2 separate regions of the Mus musculus genome follow, and region 1 is linked to region 2. Evidence: chromatin contacts called from public Micro-C data. All regions are on one chromosome and are shown on one strand. The core of a region is the stretch at or near the end of the contact, and the rest is flanking DNA. Distances in the headings are between cores, read along the strand shown.

Region 1 (4,938 bases), core at 1,588-4,087, 240 kb after region 2:
GATAAGAACCAGCCACAGCCCTTGACCAACCAGAGTGAGCAGCCACCGGCCAGTGATGGTCTCCATAGCAACCTCAGGCAGATCGAAGAGCGGATGCAGGAGCTATTGGCGGAGAAGCTTCTGGCTGAGAAGCGGTGAGGCACCTGCAGGGACGGTCCGGCCCTTAAGCATCTGAGGGGCTGTGTCTGCCTTCGAGTTAGATAGCTGGGCTTGAGTTCTAGCTGTCATTCACGACACGGGTCAGTTACTTCCTTTCTGCCGGTGACCTGGCTTTCCCACAGCTGACTTGACCAACCATACAGAGCACCATCAAAACAGCCAGCCGCTTCCCGTAGCATAGACCCATCCGACCCATGAAGAAGCAGCCTCACTGGGGTTGGGGGGGGGGGGTACTTCTCTGAGGTCAGAAAAGTAGCAATCCCCAAGCATCTACGCCTTGGGCCCCCAGCACTCCATACCACCCCTCTCATCACCTAGCTGACCCGACCCAGAGAGGACTCAGCCTTTCTCTCTCTAGGCATGTCTGTAGCAGGTTCAACCCCCTTGGTAGGTGAGCCTCGGGTAAGCATCTCTCCTGCCCGCAGGATGAAGGAGAATGAGGAACGCTCTCGGGCTCTGGAGGAGGAACGGGAATTCTACTCAAGCCAGTCCCAAGCCCTGCAGAACTCGCTGCAGGAGCTCACTGCAGAGAAGCAGCAGGCGGAGCGGGAACTCAAGGTGCGCCACCTGTATGGGCTTTGTGCTCCGGGCCCTCCATACTGCTGGGTGACTCCTGCCCATCCCTGTACTTTTCTTCCCTCTTGCTCATCACTCTGTGTAGGCTGAAGTGAAAGTACGCATGGACCTTGAGAGGCGGCTTCGGGAGGCAGAGGCGGCCTTGCGGAGCCTGGAACAAGGCCTCAATTCCAAGGTTCGGAACAAGGAGAAGGAAGAACGGATGCGGGCGGACGTGAGCCACCTGAAAAGTAAGACCCTCCCTCCAGGGCTCAACTCTAATCCCAGAGCTCAGCGCCCCCCTAAGGCCAGGCCCAGCAGAGCCTGGAAGAGGCCTAGCACGCGTGAGGCGGTCCTTCCTGTTTCTTCTCATACACCTTCCTGTAGGAGTACCTTTGGCAACGCCTCTCTGTGGGAATTGAGCCTGGAGTTTTGTCCTCTTCCTTTTAAAAAGCTCAGAGCTCTGTTCTTCCCTGTGATAGCTACAGGTTGTGGTTTGAGGCACAAACTATGTTCTATAAAGGATAGAGCAACGTATCTTCCACCAGACCAAGCCAGTACTTAGGAGGAGAAGGACAGTCAACTGCTCCTTCCTGCCACCAGGGTTCTTCGAGGAGTGCATCCGGAATGCAGAGCTGGAGGCCAAGATGCCGGTCATCATGAAGAACTCCGTGTACATCCATAAGGCAGCCACTCGCCGCATCAAAAGCTGCCGATTCCACCGCCGCCGGTCCAGTACTTCCTGGAATGACAGTGAGCACCCCCTGTCCCCCGGTGGGAGACAAGGCAGGAAGCGGGCAAGTTAGAGAACAAGTAGACAAGGCTGGACAGTATGTCCTTGAACGTGGCTCAACCAGCCTGGGGGCAGGAAGGACCAAGAGAAACTCAGCAGCATGTAGGACTGGGATGAGGGAGGAAGGGTGGGCTCAGCATGGGGGGGATGCTATTCATGGGCAACGGGTTCTCATCTCTACAGTGAAGCCATCCCAGTCCTTCATGACCTCCCAGCTAGAAGCCAACAACATAGAGGAGCTGAAGGAGGTAGCCAAGCGGCTAAGCAGAGACCAGCGCTTCCGGGAATCCATCTATCACATCATGGCTACCCAGCCTGGGGCCTCTGCACTTCCCCGGGGAGGAAAGTAATGGGAACTCCTACTCCGGCCTCCTATCTTTCCTTGGTGGGGCAGCAGGGAGGTCTGACGCCCCTGGGTCTTCTCCACCAGAGCACTGCTGGGTGTGAGGGGGCACCCTCATTCTCGAAGGAGGCGATACCCCCTCTGCCTCACCCAGAGCCCTGACCTTGGAGGTCAGAAGAGAATATTGGGTTCCCTACAACTGGAGTCGTGGATGGTTGTAAGCTACCGTGTGGGTGCTGGAAATCAAACCTGGGTCTCCTGGAAGAGCAACAAGTGCTCTTAACCACTGAGCCATCTCTCCATGCCCGAGCCCTGACTTTGGGTCTACCCTAGGTGAGGTGGGTCCACACTGGGTGCTACCTAGTTGCCATGATGAGGCCTGGCTCTGTGTGGTATATCTGTTGGTCAAGAAGATAAATTGTCTGTTCCATGAGGACTGAATAGTTCCTCTGGTACCTACCATACCCCTCGGTGACTCTACTGTGCTGACCCTGGTCACATAACACCCCCTAACTCTCTCTTCGTTCCTGATCCTCCAGTACAACATTTGTCCATGCCCTGCACTTATTCCATGTTCTTGGAGAGGGAAAAGGAGGCTCTAAGATATAACCCCAGGTTCACAGCACCCCACACCCTCTCTGCAGTATTCCTGGGGGCTGTCCTGGCTGTAAGGCCACCCAGGCCTCCTATTCACAAATGGGTTTCTCCATATATAGCTCCAGCAACCTGCTGGAGGGTGCAGGAGAAGTGTGGGATCCCACTTTGTTCTTTTCCAGCCCCGATTGAGAGTCCTTGACCCCAGGGTTTCCCAAAGTCCGCACAGCCAGATCTGGAAGAAGCTCCGGTGTTACCCACAGTCAGGCCTGTTGTGACCCTGCTGCCCTGAGAGCGCAGAGGTCTGTCTCTCTCCCAGCTGGCTCACCTTGCTGCCTCCTCTCCCTGCAGCAGACTCACTCAGTGGACCAATGCAGCCAGGAACCCACCACATGGGAACATGGGCCTGTGGGGAACTAGTAGCCATTGTTTGGTAGAGCATTGTCAGAGTGACACTGTAACACCAGCCTGCGGGTTTTATGGAAGACCACTACCCTTCAGGAGGCCAAGGACTGAGGCGTGTGCTCCTTATCTGTGACAGTCTTTTGGGGCCCATCCCTCAGAAGCTGCCTGAGTCTATCAGTCTCGACAAACAAGACTTGGGGAGGGGGCGGAGATGTGGACAGTGGTTAAGAGCACTTGTTTCTCTCTTTCGGGGCACCCAGACTTGGTTCCCAGCACCCACATGGTAGCTCAAAACCAACCATATGTGACTTCATTTGCCAGGAGATCCAACACCTTCTCCTGACCTTCACAGGCACCGGGCACTCACATGGTACATGTACATACATGCAGACAAAACATCCATACACTTACATCTTTTTTTTTTTTAAAGACCCTTTAAAAGGGGGCAGGGTGCTAAGACAGTGCTAGATCAAAGGCATCCATTTTCTGTCCAGAAGACTGAAGCATCTTGAGGAAGGGACGGAAGTAGCCCCGTGGAAGAACCCTTGTCAAGATCTGAGCTGCCCTCTTCTCCGTGGTCCCTTCTTGGTGAGGGTGGTCTTAGGTAGGGTGTTTTGGAATCAGTGTGTCCGAATGTAAATATAAAGCTATAAATGTGTATAAACCTGCATAAACCCAGAGCTTGTCTGCAAAATATGAATGTGGAATGGACTTTGAAATGAAGAGGCATAAAACTAGATTACTGGTTTCCTTTGTTTTTAAAGAATTAATAATGGCTTGCTCTAGGAGGAAATTTCAAATGCATTTGGTGTTCCTGGTCAAACTATTAACCTGAGGCCTGGGCTTCAAGCAAACAAGGCAATACTCTACCAACAGAACTAGTACATACCAAGCCCAGTGAATTATGAAGGATGGAAACTCCCTTTGTAGACCAGGTCTGCCTGCCTCTGGCTCCTGAGTGTGGGGATTAAGGGCCTGTGCTGCTGCTGTGACCACCATCACGGGATAGGTTCCCGCTCTCAATGACAATTGAGTTGGTTTGGGTTTTGATTTTCTAAGGCAGGGCTTTTCTATGTAGCCCTGGCTGTCCTGGAACACAGAGATCTACCTGCAGAGTGCTGGGATTAAAAGTATGTGCTACCACTGTAATTACATTTTAACACGAATCTGAGAGTAGACAGACTCACATCTCAGCAGTACTTTCTGAGGACAAGCACCAATTCCCTAGTTCATTTTCTCTTCTTCTCACCCTGTACTTTCTATGTTTCAGGCAAGCCTAGGTTACCTCTAATCATATCTAACAGCAGATACACACACAAACGTGCGTGCACACCAGCCAGCATCCTTGTATGAAAATATGGAAGCCTGGAATTACTTACTGGAAACAAATTGACGTGATATATAACATTAATATTATATAATACGTTCTAAAGGTAACTCTTAATTATTGGCCAATTAATTGTGTTACTTCCTGGCAGTGCTTTCGAAACAGGCAGTGGAGTCATTCCTAGAGATGTGCTGCCCCCTGCAGGCCACCCATGGAATTGTATCATCCTGTCCTGCATGTTCCAGCTGAAAACCCCACAGCTTACCTCCTGTGACTGACTTCTTAATAATTAACTGAAAACTATGTGTTTCCACTGTGAGGTCCTGGATGCCTCCATGTTATAAAACCATCAGGGTTTTCCTCTGACTTGAGTATAGAACAAAGGCACAGCCTGAAAGAGACAATGTGCCTGTTAGCTTCAACACTCACACCAGGACTGGACGGTCTTCCCAGCTCTGTTTCATAATCAGGAGAGGCAGAAATGAGTTACTGGATTTCTGCTGTTCGGATAGTTTCCTGCAGAAGTGAGTTACTGTTATTCAGTTAGTTTCCCGGCTGAGGAGGTGTGTCGTGCAGGCTGCCCTGGTGTTTACCATTTCCCAGAATACCCAGAGGCTCCCCATGTATTTGCCTATCATGAATGTCCCCGTGAGGAAGGGCCGCTTGCCTCTAATGCCTTCCCACAGTTTAATGCTTTTCTTGTTTCTGTGACCAATTACCAGGTATGGAACAAGAAACGGATTATTTTGGCTTGCTGTGCGA
Region 2 (4,529 bases), core at 692-3,191:
TTTTGACTTCTTATACATATATATGACTTAGGGTTCTTCCAGTTCCTGAGTCTCAAACAAGAATTTGTTCCCTAACACATCTCTGCAGTATAAATAGATACTCCACGTTCATCAAGAATAATACTTTGTTTTCCCAGGATATATGATTTGTACTTTTGTTCTCTTAGTTTTCTGCACACTACTGACTTAACCCCAGCTCTTGACTCTCTGAAATGCATTGAGAGACTAAACACACATGCCCAGTTTCCTATGGTTCTGTCCTTACGTCCCTCTGCTGTCCTCCTGTGTCCTTTTGCCCTCTGGTATTCCCCTATGGCTCTGCCCTCTGCTCTCTTCCTCCGACCCACCATTGTCTCTCTATGGCCCTCTGCTGTCTTCCTGCAGCTCTTTTCTGCTCAGGATTATTGGCTCTGCAGATCTGCTGCACACTGCAGTCTGAAACTCGCTTCTTCTGTCTGTCCATGGCTCCCTTCACTTCTCTTCCATACTGGATCCCAAGTTTGTCTAAGTCCCATGGCTCTGTCCTCTTGTTACCCTGCATGTCTGAAAGGACAAGTGAGTTCCCTCTCTTAGCCAGTCGTATGCCTAATAGCAGTTTAGGGCAGAAGCCATTTTCTTGCAGAACTTTTAAGGCTGTACTCCTTGTATTCTGGTTTTGAACATTTGAGTGTGTGACTGTTCTTTCTGGAAGTTCTTTCCTTCCTTGTGTGAAATCCTTGATGCTAAACATGAGTAGAGGCCAGATTTTATGCACAGTAGTAGGACTTAGTGGACCCTTTCTGTCTGGATGTTCTTGTCTCCAGTTCAGGAAAGAATCCTCAGATTATTTTTTTTGTTTTGTTTTGTTTTTTGTTTTTTTGAGACAGGGTTTCTCTGTATAGCCCTGACTGTCCTGGAACTCACTCTGTAGACCAGGCTGGCCTCGAACTCATAAATCCACCTGCTTCTGCCTCCGGAGTGCTGGGATCAAAGGCGTGCAACACCACGCCCAGCCAGATTATTTTCTTTGACATTTACTATCCTCCTTTTTTTTTTTTTTAAAGAACATATTCTTTTTGGATTATTGGATCCCCCGCATTGATCCTTGAGACAGTCTCCTAGTGTCCTGCCTCTGTCTCGTGTCTTGGGGTGGGAGTTGTAGGAATACAGACTCACTGTAGCTGCCCCTGGCTTTCCCACAGGTCTGGTAGGAAAGCTGCCGAGCCAGCACCTTTAGCTGCACCCTGAGCACACTCTATTGAGACAGCTTCTGTCTCTGCTTAGGCTGCAGGCTGTTGACACAGAGTGGGAAGGGTTTCTGCTTTCCTTCCGTTCCCTGCATCACCTCTTTTTCCTCAGAGCTCCTTCTCATGTGCCAGTTTCTCAACTTTAGCATGGATGAATATTGATAGAATCATGTCACATGGAGCTGGGCAGGGTGGCTCACAGCTGTAACTGCTGGAAATTTTCTTGTCTGTCTGGTTCTTTTTTTTTTTTGGTTTTTGGTTTTTGGAGACAGGGTTTCTGTGTGTAGCCCTAGCTGTCCTGGAACTCACTTTGTATAACAGGCTGGCCTCGAACTCAGAAATCCGCCTGCTTCTGCCTCCCTAGTGCTGGAATTAAAGGTGTGTACCACCACGCCTGGCTTCCTGTCTGGTTCTTGTCTCCTGACCAAGAATATTGAGGTACACAATTAGGAGTAAGCAGAAGATAGAGGACATATTTAATGAAAATAAAAGCAGCTCTTGGTAGCCAAGATTTAGTTTTCTATTTTATGTATATGAGTACACTGTAGCTATCTTCAGACAGACCAGAAGAGCGCACCGGATCCCATTACAGATGGTTGTGAGATACCATGTGGTTTCTAGGAATTGAACTCAGGACCCCTAGAAGAGATAGTGCTCTTAACTGCTGAGCCATCTCTCTGGACCCAGGGTTGCCTTTTTAAATGTTAATCCCAGTTGGCTAGTAAATTGGAAGGAAAGGTGGGGACCAATTAGAGAGAGCTCTCCAAGCACAAAGACCTGACTCTGTTGGGTCAGTTGTCAGCAAACAAGACCAGGCTGCCCTTCAGCTCACAGCGATCCAGTCTGCCTGCCCTTGCCCCCAGAGTGCTGGGATTAAAGGCACCACCACCTTGCAGTAGTTAATGTTTAAAAATCATCAAGTGAATTGGGTTGAACAATGGTGGCAAATACCTTTAATCCCAGCACTTGGGAGTCAGAAGCAGGCGGATATCTTGAGTTTGAGGCTAGCCTGGTCTATAGATCAAGTTTCAGGACAGCCAGGGCTACACAGAGAAACCCTGTTTTGGAAAAACAAAAATGAACCAACAAACAAAAGTAGTGGGTTGAGTACAGAGCAGTTACAGCAGGACTTTGGGGGCTGATGGGCTCCTTTTCAGTAGCTGTAGTTAGTCAGGGGTCAGTAATTGTGTATCTGATAGGTTATTTCTCTGCCACCAGTCAAATGAGCCAATTCAAGCCAGATTGGAATATATTAAGTGCAGGTTTATTAGGAAGCTGCTCTGTGGCAAGTTCACTGGCCCCAAGGATTGAGGCTAAGAGAGTCACCATGAGAAGAGAGAGAGGTGAGGGTTGGGGGGAGAAAGGGCAAGAGTGCATAGAGAGAGAGCCGAGAAGGAAAAAATGAGACCAAATGTCTAGTTTACAGAGGGAGGATCCCCCCGGGCTGTAAAGTTCAGGGTTGGGTGCAGGGTATGCCAGACAGGAACTGAGGGATGCTGGGAGAACATGGAGGCCAGGTCTGCTTTGATATGTAAAATATGCACCTCAGTCCCTTGTCCGGGGTCCTAAACCAAACATCCCAGCCCCTACTTCCTGCTAACATTGGGGCACCGTTATGGGATGTGGGCCAAGTCCAGGAAGAACTGGTTGTTTCACTGCTGTCCAGACTGGCCTGTCTGGGGGGAGGGCTGTGTAGGCCCAGTTGAAGCAGTCTGTGAGGCTAGGCCAGAGCACCTGTGTGTGAATAACTGGTTTAGAGCTTTCCTGGATGCAGGCTCTGAGGAAACACCTCGATGTTAGGGGCAGGAGAGAAAGTTAAGGAGTTTATGAGAAAACCTTTTTCTTGGGTGTGTATTTTGAAACTCTTGGGCCTATGGTCTTGGTAATTGGAGGAGGGGTGGGGGGGTCCCAGGACCAGGGTAAGGGAAATAGATCCTACCCTACCCCCAGGAATAGGCAGGTAGGGAGGGAAACAGGTCGTTACTTGACAGTACTCATCTTGAATCCATTTGACTCAAGTGTCTTTCCTGAAGCTTATAACAATCTTTTTAAGTTTACAAAAAAGATAAATCCTTCATAACTTGCATTTATCAACATCAAAATACCTTCCTAGACCATCAAACACTTTCTTAGAAGCTTTCAGCATCTCGTCCCTCTGGCTGCTTGTGTCTCCAGAAAGGAATCCTTTAATCTTTTACCCTTAGAGGTAATCCTTTAGGATTTTGTATAGCTGTCTGTAGGGCCTTCAGTTTAGCCATTATGTGATATAAATTTTTTGAAAAGATGCATTTATTTTTATTCTATGTGCACCAGTGTTTTGCTGACATGTATGTCTGTGTGAGAATGTCAGCTCTCTATAACTGGAGTTACAGCAGTGAGCTGCCATCTGAGTGCTGGGAATTGAACTTGGATCCTTTGGAAGAGCAGCCAGTGCTCTTAAATCACTGAGCCATCTCTCCAACCCCTGTGATTTACATCTGTACTATTTTGATGCTGGAAGAGGTAGTTTCTTGGCCCTGTTGTGCAGAACACAGTTGGTAAGTGTTTGAAAGTTGGTTTGGTTTTGGTTCTGGTTTTGGTTTCTTCCGGTCATTTCCATCTCATCATTGACCTTTCTCAGATATTCTGTCTAGGTCTCAACCTTCAGTTGTCTTCAAGCCAGTTACTAGTTCATCCTTTCAAAACGTTAGGGAAAATTTAGGAAAATTTGTGTTTTAGGTTAATACAAACCTGTGGCAGAATTCTAGGCAATGAATTATCTAGTTTGTTTTCCATAGCAGTTTCTGTTTTTTTGTAACCCTGAGTAAGTTACTTCTTTGTGCCTTGAAACAGACAGGATCTTTGTATGCAGTCTTAGCTGACCTGGAAATGTATATAGACCAGGCTAGCCTCAAACTCAGAGAAATGCCTGCCTCTGTTGGGATTAAATGTATGTGCCACCAAACTTGGTATTTTTTGTTTTGTTTTGTTTTCTGATTTTTTCTTTTTAGTGGTGGTGGTGAATGAAAAATGGCTTTATTAAGGTTATTTTCTAGGGGCTGGAGAGATGGCTCAGCAGTTAAGAGCACTGACTGCTCTTCCAGAGGTCCTGAGTTCAATACCCAGCAACCACATGGTGGCTCACAACCATCTGTTATGAGATCCGATGCCCTCTTCTGTTGTGTCTGAAGACAGCTACAGTGTACTCAGATAAATTAAATAAATAAATCTTAATGACTAAGCCTGGTCTTGAACTCAGCGATTTGCCTGCCTCTGACTCCCGAGTGCTGGGATTAAAGGCGTGCGCCACCACTGTTTGGCCAA

The links. A called contact is a pair of places that touch in the nucleus more often than the background predicts.
Region 1: a contact with region 2 is called in a Micro-C map of the G1E-ER4 cell line. The contact joins two enhancer-like sites. A contact is called at or near these places in 41 of 484 Hi-C or Micro-C datasets (3T3-L1-derived adipocytes, the AML12 cell line, the Ba/F3 cell line and 24 more), 6 of 115 datasets of contacts at active chromatin or transcription factors (astrocytes, embryonic forebrain, embryonic stem cells and 1 more) and 3 of 9 other capture datasets (adipose tissue, liver and pancreatic islet).

Annotation. Positions count from the first base shown.
Region 1 is chr12:80,720,629-80,725,566 of GRCm38.p6, forward strand. Plekhd1 (pleckstrin homology domain containing, family D (with coiled-coil domains) member 1) reads left to right here. Exons shown (of 13, transcript NM_001177503.1): 9 at 1-134; 10 at 585-717; 11 at 821-965; 12 at 1,318-1,467; 13 at 1,691-3,588. The coding sequence ends at 1,857. Among named protein-coding and RNA genes, the nearest start is that of Gm51986, 3.7 kb to the left of the region's middle. Within about 2 kb of position 2,838, at least 4 of the 459 cell types and tissues checked have an H3K27ac peak or open chromatin away from gene starts, as enhancers often do. A contact at or near this core is called in the G1E-ER4 cell line, where this site is marked.
Region 2 is chr12:80,484,745-80,489,273 of GRCm38.p6, forward strand. All of the region lies in intron 4 of Exd2 (exonuclease 3'-5' domain containing 2), which reads left to right. Among named protein-coding and RNA genes, the nearest start is that of 2310002D06Rik, 20 kb to the right of the region's middle. Within about 2 kb of position 1,942, at least 10 of the 459 cell types and tissues checked have an H3K27ac peak or open chromatin away from gene starts, as enhancers often do. A contact at or near this core is called in the G1E-ER4 cell line, where this site is marked.